Linked DNA regions of Sus scrofa: all the other regions are linked to region 3. A link is a contact called in public Hi-C data. All regions are on one chromosome and are shown on one strand. The core of a region is the stretch at or near the end of the contact, and the rest is flanking DNA. Distances in the headings are between cores, read along the strand shown. Region 1 holds the start of HOOK2 (protein Hook homolog 2). Region 2 holds the start of PRDX2 (peroxiredoxin 2). Region 3 holds the start of ASNA1 (ATPase ASNA1).

Region 1 (3,456 bases), core at 498-2,997, 34 kb after region 3:
GACTTCTCACTCTGTTTGGCCCCATTCTCTGAATGTCCCCTCTCTGAGGAGTGACCTGTCTGGCGGCCTACCCTTCTTATCCATGTTCCCATGTCTCCTGAATTCAATCACTTCTCACCATCTGCCCCACCACCCTTTGACCCTGGCCACCATCCCCTCTCACCCGGATTACTGCACCAGCCCCGACTCAGCTTCCGCTCTTGCTGCCTACCCTCTATTCCTCTACAAGCAGCCAGGGGGAGCTTTTTGAAGCCCAAGCCAGGTTTATGTCTTTCTGCTACTAAAATTCTTCCCTGACTTTACATACACTTAAAAATAGAATCTACCTCCCTGCCTAAGACTTCCAGGCCCCTGATGACCTCATCTACCATTCCTGCCCCCCTTGCTTTCTGTTCTGACCTCCCTTCCATTCCTTGACCACACCAAGCTTATTTGCAACTCAGGGCCTTTGCCGTTGCTGTTTGCTGTGTCTGAAATATCATTCCTCCAAATCTCACATGGAAATCAGCCCATCTGATCCCACCCACTCCCAGGTGCTCTCTCTCGGCCCAGTTTTTGTTATTGACATAAAATTGATTACCACCAGAAGTCAATGTTAATGTTTGTGTATGCAGGTTTGTACCTGTGTCATTTCTTGCTGCACACTCAGGCCTACTTAATATAAGAATAAAGGAACAGAATCATAGTTGGCTAATCACCACCATACATCTCTCCCTCTTCCTGTCCAGGTCTGTCTGTCCGTCACCAAGGACTTGTCTAACTGACCCTTCCCTGGTCATCTCTTCACCAGTCTGTCCCCCATTCATAAGTCCACCTGTCACCTTCAGCCTGCAGTTGGGACTTGGGTCGTCTGAGATGCCCTGGAGCCATGCCTCGTTGAACCAGGAAGGGTCTCTGGGGGCGAGAATGTGGGATGAGCTGCTGGGGGTCCCTTTTGGGACCCTCCCCCTCAGCCCCACTCACATCTGGTTCAGCACATGGGCTACTGCAAGGCCACTGCTCAGGTCCTGGGGGCTGGTACAGGGGGGCGGGACGTGGAACATCTGCAACTGGGTGGGGGAGAGGAAAGCGCAACAGGTAAAATCAGGGCCTGGGACCACGGAACCACACCCTTTTTGCAAACTTTTCAGTCCGTAGGAAACTCACAGGGTTGGGCAGGGGGTTGGCCTTTTGCTCCAGCAAGCAGCTCTGTGGGGGAGTGGTCTCTGCTCACCTGGAGGAACCGGAGGGGGCGTGGCCTCCCTGTACCTCTGCCCAACAAATCCCGCCGACCAGGCCAGGGCAGAACCACGAGTCACCTGGTTCCCACAGGCACCACATGACCAGGCCAGCTCACCTGTGCCCTCACCCCACATGACCCAGTCACGAAGGGGCGGGGCCTCACCTGTTCTTTCCACGCAAACCTGCTACGTGACAAGGCGGGTGCTCAGGCCAGAGTCCAACGGTCTGGCCGGCCGACGACCCCTTCCTCCTCCCAGTCCCAGTATGGAAGGGCGAATAGAGCCAAGGTCTGGGCTCCCGGGCGAGCAGAGCGGGCGTACACCTGTCCCTGGCACCTCCCCCAACCTACCCAGGTGAGCAGAGACCCGCATAGCTCGGCCTTATCCACGCTCATGACTCCTGATCGGATTCGACCCCGGCCGCGGAGCCCTGCCACGGCAGCCGCGTCCAGATCCGCCACCAGCTAGCGCTCGCAGCCCCGACCTCCCGCTCGGCCCAGAGCGCCGCCCCGCCCCCTAGGCGCAAGCCCCGCCCTATACACGTGATCTCCCGGCGCCCTTTCAGGCCTTCAGTCCCGCCATCTTGGATCCGGGAAGCAGTTGGAGGCCAGCCCTGCCGCTAGGGGTCAGTCTGGGCCAGCCTTGCGCATCCCTACGGTGGCCCCGTCGCCCCTCCTCCCCATTCTCTTTTGTGGGTAGCGGAGACCTCACCATTTTTCCTCTTCATCCGGGAGGAGCTGCTCCACCTTGTTATATACAGGCGCATTTTCGTCCCTGCCCCTCAGCTGAATGAAATCCTGTTGTCTAGCTACATTATGATTTGAGCCTTTATTTGAGCGGGAGAGGAGCACTTGGAGGGGGACACCAAGGTGGTCTTCCCGGTGGAAGTGACTTGATAGTCCCAAGTGGAGGGAAGGATGGATCAGCCAGACACATGTCCTGGGTAATGGAGAGATATATTTGCCTAGCTTAGACCCATCCTCCACTGAGCCCTTCACTGCATGCTCTCAGACGCGGCGCGGGAACCCTCCTGTCTCAGAAACCGCGACCAGGCCACCCTGTTCGCCACGGCCCACCAGGGGGCGCCCAGACCGCAGGAACGCCGCCTACGAGGAAAAGAATGGACCTGTTCTGAGACCCGGTCTGGGCAGTGGAGGGGGCTCACAGGAAAGTACAAACAATACTAGTTTACGATAAAATCGCAGTTGCCATTTATGGAATGCACACACTATGCAGTCTCTGCGCTAAGCGATTTAAATATATAGATGGTTGAAATCTCCACGACTCTAGGTGGCAAGTGCTCTTTTAATTCCCGGTTCGCAGGCGAGGAAACAGAGGTTCTGACTGGATCCGGTTTCAGGGAAGGGGTAAAGCCACGGCCCGCGCCCTCTGACGCCTAAGTTCTCCGGCAGCCCCTCCCCCGCGAGGCGGGCGAGGTAATGAGCGATAATTAGAGGTTATTAGTTGTACCCAGAGGGAGGGGGCGGGCTCTGATTTAGGGGTGGGTCAGGTCTGAGGGGAGGGGAGTTGCTCCCTCCAACCCAGAGTCTGGCTCCGGCAGGCCTGCCCCGAGTGGGTTGGGCAGGATGACCACAGCTCCCACCCACCCCCCAACCCCCGCAGCTGCATCGCAGGAATACCATCACTTTAGCACCAAACATCGGATTACTGCACACTCAGAAGCGCAACCGCACGCAGGCAGGGGCCTTGGAGGCTCGAGGCTCGTCTACACACTAACAACATCCCCTTCCCGAGTTGTTTTCAGCCTCCATCCCCTGGGAGCAGGGGAGGGAGAGTAGGGAGGAAGGGGACAAGGGCCGGCAGTGCCGGTTTCCGGACTGAGCTGCCTTCCGGCGGGCGTGGGAAAAACCGCCGCTTGTCCCCTATCCTGCACCCACCCACCAAGGAGAGGGAACTGCTTAAAGGGGAAAATGGGGCCACACAGCCACCAGGTAGAAGTGGAAGGTGAGCCAGAACTATGGCTGTGACAAGGATAGGAGGCTGGGAGTAATTGTGAGATGGCCTGGTTGCCCAGTGTTGGGGGATGTGCTGGGGCCGCCAAATATTTGGGATGGGAATGTTTGAAAAACCCGCAGGGATTTTTTTTTTAATTTATTGAATTATAGTTGATTTACAATGTTGTGATAATTTCAAAACCCACAGGGATCTTGATGTTTAGGAGGAATCTAAATATCTGGAGCATGGGCTTGAATTGTCATAACATCGCTGTGATATT
Region 2 (3,029 bases), core at 30-2,529, 53 kb after region 3:
TGACCTCCAGCATCTTGGGGCCCAGCGCTTCACTCTCTCAAACTGGAGTTTCCACCTGGTTGAAGTAGTTCTTGGGAGGGAGGCCATGTGGCCCTGAGTTAGATAAAGCATCTGCAACTCACTGGGCTGCCATGCAACTAGTTTACAAATGCTAATGACTTTCATCATCCTTAAGGACTTGGGCATCACTATCTCCATTATTTTCAAGACAGGAAAGGGAGGCGCAGAGGCTGAACGTCTGCCAAGAGAACACAGAACTTGTACCCTATAGAGATAGTAGGTTTAGCTGCACCCTCCCCTCCTTGCTGGTCCCCACTCCTACCAAGCCAGGTGGGTGAACTGAGAGTCAACGGAGACGCCCAGCACCTCGCAGCCCAGCTGGTGGAACTCCTCAGCTCGATCGCTGAAAGCGATGATCTCCGTGGGGCACACAAAGGTGAAATCCAGCGGGTAGAAAAAGAGGACCAAGTACTTCCCTGGGGAATGGCGTCGAAACAGACAAGGAGTTAGGGCCCAGTGACTCTAATGATTGTGCCCTCACCCCGTCAGGGCCACCTCCACCCCGCCCTCACCTTTGTAGTCAGAAAGCTTCACCTCCTTGAAGGCGCCATTCACCACGGCAGTGGCCTGGAATTCCGGGGCGGGCTTTCCGATGTGCGCGTTGCCAGAGGCCATGACTGAAAGCTGAGACCCCCCCCGCCCCCCGCTCCGGGTGAGTACGCTGGGGAAGACCCTTTGTCCCCGCTTCCCAAGGTCACGCTGCGTACCGGGCCCAGTTACTGAGTCAGAGCGGCGGCGGCGGCAGCAGCAGCAATGCCCCGCACCCTCTCTGAGACCAGGTCTGCACTGGCCTGGAGAATGTGGGAGACCCGCCCCCTTACACAGCTAGAGCGTCCCGCGGCGGCCGCCCGACCCTCCCAACCCTCCCGTTAGCGCGTATGCCCGAGTGCTGGCGCGCAAACCCACGGTCCCAAGAGGGGACGCCGCGAGCTGGGGGCGGTGAGCCTGGGGATGCGGCCTGTACTCCAAGCTCTGGCCTCGGTTTTCCCCGAAAGGACAAAGGCAGCCACTACTGCGGGCGGAAAACAAAGGCGGCCAACTCAGGTCTGGATAGGGCCCGAGCTGCTCCAACCGGGCTCTCCCTGCAGCCCAATGCACTCCAAGTGTCCATACCTGCGTGGGCAAGGGCGGGACGCACCGACGAGAAGACTCAGGTACTTGCGTTCTCGGGGCCAAGCGCGCCCAGGCACGGGGAGCCTTTTATGCTCGGCCCGAACCATGACGCGCAGGGCGGAGGGGTGGGCGGACGAGCGGTCGGGTCCACTGCAAGCGCAAGAGAGGGGAAACGGAGCCGGCCGGGTCCACGTGCCCGCAAGCGGCGGGGGGAGACGCGCGGCCGCGGATCCCGACCTCTGCGCTAGCCCTCGAGGCTGGTGCCAGCGCCGCAGACTCCGCGCGGGGCTCCTCTTTGGAGCGCGCCGGCGTCGGTTGGAGTCCGGCATGGCCCGGAGCCGGGCGGCGCTACTGCTGACGCCTCTGATGCTCCTGCTGCTGGCGACCTTTGCACAGGTCACCCCCGACTACCAGTACTTCGGAGAGCAGGGCGAAGGGGACACCTGGGAGCAGCTGCAGCTGCAGCATCAGGAGAAAGGTAACCACAGGCCGCGGATGTGACAGTGCGGAAAAGTGCCTCATTGTCCCACCACTTCACCAGCTGGCTGCAAATAGACCCTCCTCCAGGGACTTCCAACCTCTGCCCACTTGCGCACTGGCGGCGCCCCTTGGGTTGGTTGGTTACTCTGACGTTCAGTTTACTTATCTGTAAATTGAGACTGAGACTGTCTTTAAGCAGCTTAACATGGGGAGAGAGGACGCGGGCAAGCAATAAATACCGAAGTAGACATAACCATAAACTCACAGGTAAGTGCTGGCAAGAGCAGAGATAGAGAAGGAAGGGCGCAGGTAAACTTCTGAAATCAGAAAAGGCCCGGCTGAATAAAGATAACCAATGCAGCCAGAATGACAAGCAAAAGCCAAAAATCGAAGATTTAGGGGGAAGAGTGGGCCAGGGAGTCCGATCAGCAACTGCCAACTCCAAAAGTTCTGACAAAGGAATGGAAAGAGGCCAGTACTGTCTTGGTGAGGGCATAAGGTGTCAAGACATTATGAGTTGTGCTAAGACCTGTCAAGAAAGGCTGTAGGGAGGAGTCAATAAACAGTTGTAAAGGGCATCTGATAAATGACGTGGCTGCTTTAAAAGTGGCCATAATAATTGTTTTTGTATTCCATGCTAGCACATCGCCAGGGGCTTTAAGTACCTTCATTATGCCAATCATGTAATTTAATTTACTACCTGGAAACCCTGTTGGTCATGTGACACTGTCCACTGGAGAAAGGCTCAGGTCACGCCCCTGAAAATGGGAGTCACCTTCAGATGGTGAAAACCAAGGGTATTGTACCACACTCCCATCTGAACAGGCAGGCACAGGTGGAAAGTGTCATTTTGCAGTCTCTCTGGGGCACTCCTCAGATGTGTGTTGGAAGGCTGGCTTGTTCTCTCTAGGTCTCAGTTTCTCAATCTGGGACTAGTGGGAAGATTAAAGGGGATAATCTGTGGTAGGGTACCTGGCACAGAAGAACGGCCCAGCAAACATGAACTGTTGTTATTTGTCAGTGTCTTTATCTTCCTCCCTTCCTAGGGGGGGATATGTTCCCCCCCTACCTGGTCCTCCATCCTTAGACTTGAAAGACTCCGTCCTTGGTCCGTGGGGAAAGTGGCGCTGTTTCTGCGACCTGGGCAAGCAGGAGCGCAGCCGCGAGGTGGTGGGCACAGCGCCCGGCCCGGTGTTCATGGACAGCGAGAATCTAGTGCAGGTGCGGCCCTGCAGGCAACGGGATTGTTCATCCTGCGAGCCGAAAGACTGCGACTGGAGGCCCTGAGCCCAGGTGTGGAGCGGGCACAGAAGAGCAGCGGCCGGCGCGACCTAGCAAATCCAGGCCGCGAGTCCCCAGGGTGGGCGGGGAGAGAG
Region 3 (3,220 bases), core at 680-3,179:
GTATCCAAAGTTCGGGTACCACTCAAACAGTGGTATTCAGGTTTCCCCATCCCCGGAGCGCTGTTTCCAATGGAATTTCTCCCAGTTCTTGCGGGCAGGCTCCAGGGGTCCCCACCTCCGCCCCCAGGCCTCTCTCGTCCAGGTTCCGAATCCCCAGCACTTTATCCAGAGAGTAGGGTGGACCCGATACCCTTTCTCGGGCCCAATTCCCCCGACCGAGGAAGGCCCTGGCGCCCGCCCCCACCCCCGCGGCTCCTTACGAAGCTGAGCGTGGGGCCCGGGCCGCCCTTCCTCTTCGGATCCCCGGGACCCGCGGCGGCGGCGGTGGCCGGCTGGTCGGGTCGCTGCGGGCCCGGGGGCGGCTCCTCCTGCCGCTGCCGCTGCTCCTCCTCCATCTTCCGCTTGAACAGCTCCAGGAAGCTGCCGTCGTTGGCGAACAAGTTCACGCCGCCCGTCACAGGGCTCGAACTAGCGCCCGACACTTCATCATCCCCGCTCTCGGGCGACGTCCCGGGCCCCGACTCAGCCCATCGGCTCCCGCCGCCGCCACCGCCCGCGGGGCCCGGCGCCTCCCGGCCCGGAGGCTCCGCCCGTCTCCCTCGGGCAGCCATTTTGTCGCCAGGTGCCGCGCAAAGGACTCCGGGAAGGCCGCTCCGACCCCGCGCTTGGCGCCCGACTTGCCTCGTCCCGAGCAATGCATGCTGGGAAGACCCGTCTAGTCCTCTAGCGTCCGCAGTGGGGGCGGGGCACGCGGGGCGGGGCGAAAGAGGAGTAAAGCTTGAAGCCGCGCACCAGCAGACAGATACATCGCCCTGCCTAGCGGATTATAGTAACCCAACTAAACTTCCGCGAGCGTTACGCAGACATGGTCTCCCCCGAAATAAGGCTATCGTCTAAGCCTACGGCGATAGCTGGCTCTCGGAGTGAGGTTCCCGCCTGGGACTTGGGGGCATATTCGCTTTTCTGGCACCAGAGAAAATCTCAACGTGGGGAAGGACTTCATCTGAGGCTGTGTGTTCAGCTGAATCTTCGGAACCTGGGTCCCTAACTAGATCTCGGGGGTACATCTAGTCTGGGCCCCCAGAATAGAAATGGAGGCGTCTCTGGGTTGGGTACCTGTCTTCTGAAATGGAGCTTTCATTTGGGAATAGAGACACCGCTTGCTCGAAGGAACTGGGGTCCTCATCTGAAAGTCAGGGTATTATTGTATGCGCTAGAGTACTTAGGTGAAGCCGCGGATATTTCTAGACTGCAGTCCCTATCTAAGGTAGAGTGTCCTCCAACGGCCTGGAACCGAGCATGTATTCCTGGGGCAGAGGTTCAAAAAGATAATTGGCTGAACTGCAGACTCCCCTCGAATAGGGAGCAAAGTGGAAGGAGGTTTTCGAGAACAGACCCCTTCTACGACAAAGAGCGAGGTTGCAAATGTTGGCCCTGCCCTGCGTGGGGCTCAGGGCTCAATGGACAAGGATCTGTGGCTTTCGCCCATAACTGGAGTTGTTCTGCCTCTAACCACTGGCACCCCGAGGACCTATCTCAAGATAGCTAATCGGTTCGTCTATGATTGGTTCGCGTCAGGAGCTCAATGGCTCCCAGCCAGTTGCCAGTTAGGTAACAGAAGAGACAGACCTGAGGCGGTGTTGGGACCAGATTTGGAAAATAGGGGGAAATGATCGACATGAAGTTGAGCCTATGGAGTCAGGTAGGAATGGACCTCGGATCAAACTTCTTGGAAAGGGCATGGACCGTGTGTTTGGCTGGTTGCTAAGGGGAGGTCGGCCGCTACAGGGACGTGAGAGTGATTGGTGAAAATAAGAAAAGATGAAGCCAATGGAAGGAGTGTGGCAAGACGTAGGGCCCAATCAGTGAAGGGGAGTGACCTGGAAGGTACCAATATGTTAATTAGGCAGGGGGAGTCTTTGAAAAAATATAGACAAGAGGTTGACAAGGTGAACCTTGGAAGGGGATAATATGGAAATATAGCTTCTATTATCACCTAAAAGTCAGATCATGAGAAAATTAATTCACGCTTCTAGCCGTGACGGGATATGATAGGAAATTTCCCCTGTAGGTGCTTTGCATAGTTCGCTCCGCTTGATCACGTGAGCCGGGTCCAAGATGGCGGCAGGGGTGGCCGGGTGGGGGGTTGAGGCAGAGGAGTTCGAGGATGCCCCTGATGTGGAGCCGCTGGAGCCCACGCTTAGCAACATCATCGAGCAGCGTAGCCTTAAGTGGATCTTCGTTGGGGGCAAGGGTGGCGTTGGCAAGACCACCTGCAGGTAAGGAGGCTGCGGCGGGGGCCGAGAAAACGGGTGGGATGTACCACCGGTTAAAGGGGAGGCTATGGGCCGGTCTTCCACAACCAACATGGCTAGAAGGCTGGCCCGGGGTCTTCAGGGTTGTACTCTCCGGAAATTACGTGGAGTAAGTGGAAGATACCTCCTGAATGTAGGTCCGCATCTTCTGAATCGTACAATCTGCTGGAGTTCAAGGGCTGAACCACATTTGATCCAGCGCACTGGGGGCCCGGAGCGCACTTAGATGTCTCAGTCAGCTGGACTGTACCAGATTGACCTCAGGGTAGGGCGAGGGGCACCAGGTGAACCCACTAGTCTGGTGAACCTTGCCATTATATGCCAACGTGGGAGTGGAGGTGGAAGGCTGGGAGAGGGCATATGATCAGGCTATCCCAGTCATCTGGGAGGAGGGAGAGGGGTCCCTCGGATAGAGTACCTGGGAAAAGTGAGTTGAACCATAGAGTTTAGCCGAAGACGCGAAGGATCCCTTAGCTTAGCGTTGTCGAAAGGGGCAGAGAGTCGAGCTATACTGGCTAGACAGCTGGACATGCCACTTTGCTAGTAAAGAAGTAAGCATCAGGCCAGACCGACATTCATTAGAACCTTGCTACTCTAACCAGCTAGAGGGGTCTGTGAGAGATGTCTGAGAAGGTCCCTCTACAAGGATTGAGGCTTGCTCCCACAGTTATCCATACTCTCCTCTCAAGGTCCTTGCTGATCCAGGTCCCCTGCTCCTGGGCCCCTTCATGTCCTCTTGCAGACCTAGGGAAAGCAGAGGCTGATTCTTCAATCCATACCTTTTGGCCTTTCCCTTGCCCAGCTGCAGCCTAGCAGTCCAGCTCTCCAAAGGGCGGGAGAGTGTTCTGATCATCTCTACAGACCCAGCCCACAACATCTCTGATGCATTTGACCAGAAGTTCTCC

Evidence for each region. Hi-C and Micro-C count contacts between places; a contact is called where the count stands out from the background.
Region 1: a contact with region 3 is called in a Hi-C map of liver, with 7 times the contacts expected there. The contact joins the promoter of HOOK2 here to the promoter of ASNA1 in region 3. A contact is called at or near these places in 1 of 5 promoter capture datasets (liver), 10 of 47 Hi-C or Micro-C datasets (embryonic fibroblasts, epiblast stem cells, fibroblasts and 3 more) and 2 of 2 datasets of contacts at active chromatin or transcription factors (alveolar macrophages and skeletal muscle).
Region 2: a Hi-C map of liver shows a contact between it and region 3, with 9 times the contacts expected there. The contact joins the promoter of PRDX2 here to the promoter of ASNA1 in region 3. A contact is called at or near these places in 1 of 5 promoter capture datasets (liver), 9 of 47 Hi-C or Micro-C datasets (embryonic fibroblasts, epiblast stem cells, heart right ventricle and 2 more) and 2 of 2 datasets of contacts at active chromatin or transcription factors (alveolar macrophages and skeletal muscle).

Annotation. Positions count from the first base shown.
Region 1 is chr2:66,225,853-66,229,308 of Sscrofa11.1, reverse strand. HOOK2 (protein Hook homolog 2) reads right to left here and starts at 1,747. Exons shown (of 21, transcript XR_002341620.1): 1 at 1,571-1,747; 2 at 1,147-1,188; 3 at 964-1,049; 4 at 822-894.
Region 2 is chr2:66,206,079-66,209,107 of Sscrofa11.1, reverse strand. It overlaps PRDX2 (peroxiredoxin 2), which reads right to left and starts at 1,279. Exons shown (of 6, transcript NM_001244474.1): 1 at 1,174-1,279; 2 at 573-684; 3 at 323-476. The coding sequence starts at 675. It also overlaps a transcript of RNASEH2A not described here.
Region 3 is chr2:66,259,844-66,263,063 of Sscrofa11.1, reverse strand. ASNA1 (ATPase ASNA1) reads left to right here and starts at 1,929. Exons shown (of 7, transcript XM_003123324.4): 1 at 1,929-2,279; 2 at 3,118-3,220. The coding sequence starts at 2,119. It overlaps C2H19orf43, which reads right to left and starts at 678. Exons shown (of 3, transcript XM_003123323.4): 1 at 261-678. The coding sequence starts at 611.